2 separate regions of the Ovis aries genome follow, and region 1 is linked to region 2. The links are chromatin contacts, called in public Hi-C maps. All regions are on one chromosome and are shown on one strand. Each heading gives the region's core, a stretch centred on a gene start, on an enhancer-like site or on the middle of the called end of the contact. The rest is flanking DNA. Distances are from core to core; before and after follow the strand shown. Region 1 overlaps TNS1 (tensin 1). Region 2 overlaps TNS1 (tensin 1).

Evidence for each region. Hi-C and Micro-C count contacts between places; a contact is called where the count stands out from the background.
Region 1: a Hi-C map of liver shows a contact between it and region 2, with 2.0 times the contacts expected there. The contact joins two enhancer-like sites. A contact is called at or near these places in 8 of 16 Hi-C or Micro-C datasets (hypothalamus, liver, mixed tissues and 4 more).

The regions. Positions count from the first base shown.
Region 1 is chr2:220,099,894-220,103,234 of ARS-UI_Ramb_v3.0, forward strand. TNS1 (tensin 1) reads right to left here. Exons shown (of 35, transcript XM_060411269.1): 3 at 70-107. Among named protein-coding and RNA genes, the nearest start is that of TNS1, 60 kb to the right of the region's middle. Within about 2 kb of position 1,663, at least 9 of the 54 cell types and tissues checked have an H3K27ac peak or open chromatin away from gene starts, as enhancers often do.
Region 2 is chr2:220,055,041-220,058,070 of ARS-UI_Ramb_v3.0, forward strand. All of the region lies in intron 3 of TNS1 (tensin 1), which reads right to left. Among named protein-coding and RNA genes, the nearest start is that of TNS1, 100 kb to the right of the region's middle. Within about 2 kb of position 1,646, at least 6 of the 54 cell types and tissues checked have an H3K27ac peak or open chromatin away from gene starts, as enhancers often do.

The sequences.
Region 1 (3,341 bases), core at 413-2,912, 45 kb after region 2:
GTCCCGGGACCCCAAGCCCGTCCGGCCCTCCAGTCCCCCGCGGGACCCGGCGGCCCGCAGCCCCCTTACCTTGGCCTGGCATTTCCGATGACAGGAGAAGCTGCAGACTGCAAGAAGGCGAGACACAGAAAGAAAGTTTAGCCGCGAGGTATGAAATGGAAACTCCGGCGAAATCTCCTCCCACCCCCGCCCGTAACCCGCGCTCGGGAGGGAAGGAGGGACGGAGGGAAGGAGGAACGGAGAGAGGAGGGGGCGGGGGGCTGCCGCGGCTCCCCGGGGCCTGCGGGGCGGGAACGCCCGGGACTGCGGACCCGCGGCCCAGGAGGCGGCGAGGCCCCCGTCGCCTAGAGCCCCTCGGGCGGGCGCGGGAAGTTGGGAGGAGCAGCGGGTGACGAGGGGACCCACTCTGTGGCTGGGTCCTGGCCGACCCAGTCTGGACCCAGGCCCCTTGCCCGCCGAGCCAGGAATAAGAGGACCGTCTCCCCTTACACACGAGGCAGCCGGCGGCACCCCAGAACCACATCACTCTCATTCCGGCAAAGAGAGACACACAGACCCAAATCGCGGTCCAGGAGAGGGCCTGTGCACGCACACATACACACTGACACCCACAGACACCAATAACCACTTACACAGGGACACTCAGCTTACGTGCACACGCAGCACACACAGCCAGCCTCACACACCCACTGGCAAGCCACACACAATTTCATGGGAGACCCTCAGAGTACAGGCTCAGACTGTGGACACAAACTCAAAAAGTTTATGAGAAAACACACGTGAGTTGAAACACAGACACACACACACACTCACACATACATGCACACACACACACACACACACACACACACACACACACACACAGGACTTGCTCTGCCCTCCCACTACCAGAAGTTGGAATCAAATTTCCTGTGGGGTTCCCTCAGCCTGGAATGTCCCAGCCCTGCCCGCCCTACCCCCAGGGCCCTCCACCCAGGATTTGGTAGTCCCCTCCCACCAGGTCCCAGAGACGGGGGTGAGGGGTCTCCTGAGCTGAGCTGCTGCACGCGCTTAGGCCTGCAAAGGCAGCTGGGCCATGGAGCCAGGGGCCACCCTGACCCCAGATCCTCGCAGCCCTGGCCTCAGTCAGCTGCCTTTCCTCCTGGATCTATAGTTTTGTTGTTGTTGTTTAGTCGCTAAGTCGCATCCAACTCTTTGCAACCTCACGGACTGCAGCCTGCCAGGCTCCTCTATCCATGGGATTTCCTAGGCAAGAATACTGGAATGGGTTGCCACTTCCTTCTCCAGGGGATCTTCCCAATCCAGGGATCAAACCCAGGACTCCTGTATTGGCAGGCGGATTCTTCACCGCTGAGCCACCAAAGAAGCCCGAATCTATAGTAACCTGCCCCTTTCCAACCTCAAGCCAAACAGACCCCCAGCGAAGTGCAGAGGGGAGACCGAGGCACACATGAAGGCCCAGAGCTGTCAATAAAGCCTCCACGGCTCCCCACATGAAAGCTTCTGGTCTGTCTGCGGTAGTAGGGGTTGGGGGCAGAAGCTGGAGGACACTGGGCGGAGTCTGCGATGTGACCTTGGCCAGACCTTGTTCTCCCAGAACCCAGTTCTGGCCACAGCTCAGGCCTGTGACTCAGCCAGTGCTGAGCAAAGCTTTCCTGACCCCACCAGTCACACAATCCAGCTCGGGGACTTCTCCACCCCCGGCCACCCAAGTCAAGTCATTCCCATCCTTCTAGCCTTTCCGCTTCTCTCGGTGTCCCACCGTCACCACCCCAGGCGGCAACCCCCTCCGGAGGGTGTTTCCACTCTGACACCAGCAGCCTTCCCATTCCCATCCCCGGGCCTCCTTTCCTGGCCTTGGAATGTGGAATTGAGAAAGCCTCAGGCCATGTGGCCTAAGCTTTGAAGGCCCTTCCAGCCAGGCAGGTGTCCACTGGGCCAGTGCCTCCTGATGCAAGGAGCTCTCCTCTTCCTCTGCTAGTCAAATGCCAGGTCTTCAAGAATAATGATTCAATGGACATAAATTTGAGCAAACTCCGGGAGATAGTGAAGGACAGGGAAGCCTGGCGTGCTGCAGTCCGTGAGACCTCCTCTCTCTCTTCCTCTCTGTCTCTCCCTCTCTGTCCCTCTCTGTCTCTCCCTCTCTGTCTCTCCCTCTCTGTCTCTCCCTCTCTGTCTCTCTCTCTCTTAAACACGTACATACACACATATGTACTAGGCACTGTGGTGCCTAGTACAGAGTAGAGGCTTAATAAATGCTTGCTGCATTGACCTGACTGAAGATCTCCCCTGGAATTTATGTGCACCCCCATTTAATCAGGCTTCCCTGGTAGCTCACATGGTAAAGCGTCTACCTGCAATGCAGAAGACCTGGGTTCAATTCCTAGGTTGGGAAGGTCTCCTGGAGAAGGAAATGGCAATCCACTCCAGTATTCACGACTAGGAAATTCCACACAGGGGAGCCTGGTGGGCTAGAGTTTATGGGGTCCTGGGTCTACAGTCCAAGAGTCAGATATGACTGAGCAACTAACACACACACCCATTTAATCATCCCCACCCAAAACTTAGTCTTTTCCTGAGCCATAACCCTCCCTACAGTGTCTCATAGTCAATCAAAAAGGCATTCCGTAGGGCTTCCCTCCCCAGGCTTCCCAGGTGGCTCAGTGGTAAAGAATCTGCCTGCCTATGCAGGAGACACAAGAGATGCGGGTTCAATCCCTGGGTTGGGAAGATTCCCCTGGAAAAGGAAATGACAACCCACTCCAGTATTCTTGCCTGGAGAATCCCATGGACAGAGGAACCTGGAGGACTGCAGTCCCTGTTGTCGCAAAGGGTCAGACATGACTGAGCAACTGAGCATGATGAACTCAAGGGCTACCCTGATGGGCTCAGTGGTTAAGAATTCGCCTGCCAATGCAGGAGACACAGGTTCAACCCATGATCCAGGAAGATCGCACATGCCTCAGGCATCTAAGCCTGTGTGCCACAACTACTGAGCCTGCGCTTTACAGCCACAGCTGCTGAAGCCCAAGTGCCCTAGAGCCTGTGCTCCACAAGAGAAGCCTCTGCAATGAGAAGCCTGCACGCCGCAATGAAGAATGGCCCCTGCTCGCCACAATTAGAGGAAAGCCTGTGCAGCAGTGAAGACCCAGAACAGCCAAAAATAATAGATTACATTTTTTTAAGGCATCCCTAAGGGTCCACTCCAGGCCTCCCAAGCCCAGTCTAGACACCGGGAGCACAGTGAGAGCCAGGACTCCATCTTCTTCCAGCATCAGACTTCATACTCCTGACATTCACAGCGTGCATCAAGCTGTTTCGTACCTCAGGGCCTTTGCTCT
Region 2 (3,030 bases), core at 396-2,895:
CCTCCCTGGGTGGGAACCAGGACTAGGTGGAGGGTGTATGTGGCAGGTCTTGAGGGCTGACCCTGACTAATGAGGAACATCAGGGGCGCAGGAAAGCAGATGACCCCAAGAGAGGCCTGAGATGGAGAAAGAGCATGACCAGGAGCCTGCAACTGCCACCACGGGGTCAGAGCTGCCAGCTTCAAGGCAGACAGGAAGGGCAGGGCATGGCTCTCCCCCACCTCCTACCAACAGGGGACTGAACTAAGGCTACAGCAAGAGGGATGCAGGTTAGACTTCAGAGAGACCTAGAGGGCATGCAACTTGCAGCATTATTGGGGGGATCCCACTTTTAAAATATAGATGCTACCCCTATGTATGTAGCCCATGGTCAAGGGGAGCCTGCCTGGAGGCCAGGCCACATCCTTGCTGAGCCTGGGAGTCTCTGATTCGGTGACTCTCATCAACAAATGGGATGGGAGCCAAGAAGGGAAAACTGGGCTGGTTTATAATAACGCATCTTGTTTACAGTGATGGCAGCTTTCTCAGAGTCCTCCATAAACACAGCAGAGAAAGCCTGGAGAGGCTCCCTTATCTCCCACCTCCCCTCAGTCACACAGAGAGTTAGGCAGGGAAAGGAAATCTCTTCTCTAGGCTCTGAGGCTAGGACCCCTCAAGGGAAAACAATGCCACTATCTCCTCCACTCTCTGGGCCCATAACCCTCCCTGTCTTAGGGCTGGAACAGCCACAACAGGCGAGAAAAGAGCCAACCCAGAGTTGGGCACCTAGAATAACACCACCACTACCACCACCAATAATAATAATAATCACTAATACTTATTGAGCACTTACTATGTGCTGGGCACTGTTCAAAGTGTTTTCAAGAAACTAACTCATCTGATCCTCACAAACAAACCATGGAACAGAAAGTCTCATTAAAACTGGCAAGGGCATTATACTAAGTGAAATAAATCAGACAGGGAAAGACAAATACTGTATGATGTCACTTATATGTGGAATCTAAAAAATGCAATGACCTCGTGAATAGAACAAAAAAAAAGAAGCAGACTCACAGATACAGAGAAGAAACTAGTGGTTACCAGTGTTTGCGTTTGGGGTCGGGGGCGCGGGGGGCAGGCAGGGGGGGCTAGAGAATAAGTGCAGGGAAGGGGAGTTACAAGCTATTGGGCGTAAGGTAGGCTACAAGGATGTATTGTACAACATGGGAAATAGCCAATATTTTGTAATAACTGTACATGGAGTGTGACCTTTAAAAATTATATTAAAGAATCAACTTAAAATGTTTTAAGCTATCTAAAACTGTCCCCTGAGACCATTAGTCCATCGGTTCATGTTAAGCAGCATTCTGCCAGGTAGAACAAGCATCACCAGGGAGGCGAAAGGCACAGGCTTGCCTTCAAGGAGCTTGTAATCCAGCGAGAAGATAGGTGAGTGCAGAGGAAGCCTGCAAGGGCTAGGAAACTGGGGGACCCCCATATTCTCTGCTGGAGAATGCCTAGGAAGTTTCCAGGGGATCTGACCCGGGACTGGAGCCCTTCCCCACAGTGGCAGATGGACAGGATTTGCCCCTCCTCTAGCACCTTGTGCCTCACCAGCTCCCTGGGACTCCACCCCCCTGGGCCAGTCCCTGTCTGCCTCCAAAAACACCCAGGCCCAAGCTACAGGCTTCCAGCCCTAAAAAGGCAGGGATTAGAGCGACCAGATAAACCCTGGAGGAGGCAGCGCCAGGGACTGGCTAGGGCCCACCTACCACCCCCACCCCACCCAAGCTCCCACTCCACGGAGACCAACCACCCTCCCGGAGGGAAATCAAAGTGTCGAAGAGAAGGAAGATGGCCAGGGTCCCCAACCTGGGTGAGAGAGCTGGCCAGGGACCCAGCTGCACCTTCTGAAGGCCTCCACCAGCCCCCCAACCCATCCTATGGGAAAGAGTTTCAGGTGACTGGAGATTAGGAAGGAGGCGAGGGCACGGGTGACCGTGCATAATGGAGGGACACCTGGGGGGTGGCACAACCGCAAGGCTGGCAGCCCTGCCACCCCCACTACCCTCGTTCCAGCTCACTGGTACCCACACCTCTGCAAGCCTAATAGCTTTGAAAGCTAATACCATAGGGGTTGGGGGACAGTACACAGTAAGTCCCCCTAGTCTCCCCAAACCACTCTCTCCCTCCCTCAGCACCGCACTCATTTCTGATTTGCTTTTTTCTGAGTCTAGTAATTGGGAGGGCTTTCCTCTGCCCTGCTTCAGCACTATCCCTCAACTGGGCCTGTTTCCCTTTCTGGAGTGAAAGAGACTAGGGGCCCCAGAAATAAGCCAAGAAGCCAGAGCGGCTGCACCTGAAACCCTTTGCCAGCCACCCCAGCTCCAAGCCTGACATCTCCAGCCCCTCATCTCCTGCCCCTCCCATTGGTCTTTATCAGACCAGAGGAAGATGGGTCCTAATTAAGCAGCCTCATCAGGTCCCGAGGTGCTGAAGTCAGACATTAGTAAGGATTTCATCCTCTGTCAAAGCCAGGACCCTCCTCCTTCAGTCTCCCACTAAGGAGAAAGATGCTTCCCAGGTGGCTCGGGGATAAAGAATTCACCTGCCAATGCAGGAAACACTGGTTCAGTCCCTGGGTTGGGAAGATACCCTGGAGAAGGAAACGGCAACCCACTCCAATATTCTTGCCTGGGAAATTTTACGGACAGAGAAGCCTGGTGGACTACAGTCATGGGGTCAAAAAGAGTCAGACAGGACTGAGCATGCATGCAGGCACTAAGGAGAAAGGGGCTCACCGGCCATCCAGAGAGGAGGGGCTGCAGAGAGAGGCAGGTTGGGACACCCAGCATGGGTCCAGAGCCCAGCCCAGAAGCCCACTTTGACACTCCATCAGGGGAAGCCCAAGGTTCCCAGGGTTTGGTGCTCAGAAATCTTGAGCCCCACCCCCACCCCATCTCACCTCTCTGTTCTCAAGGACCTCCCTCCCCCTGCCACCCCCAACCTTGGAAAACAGGTCTGGAGAGGCTGGTGTGGGGGGAGCAGGTG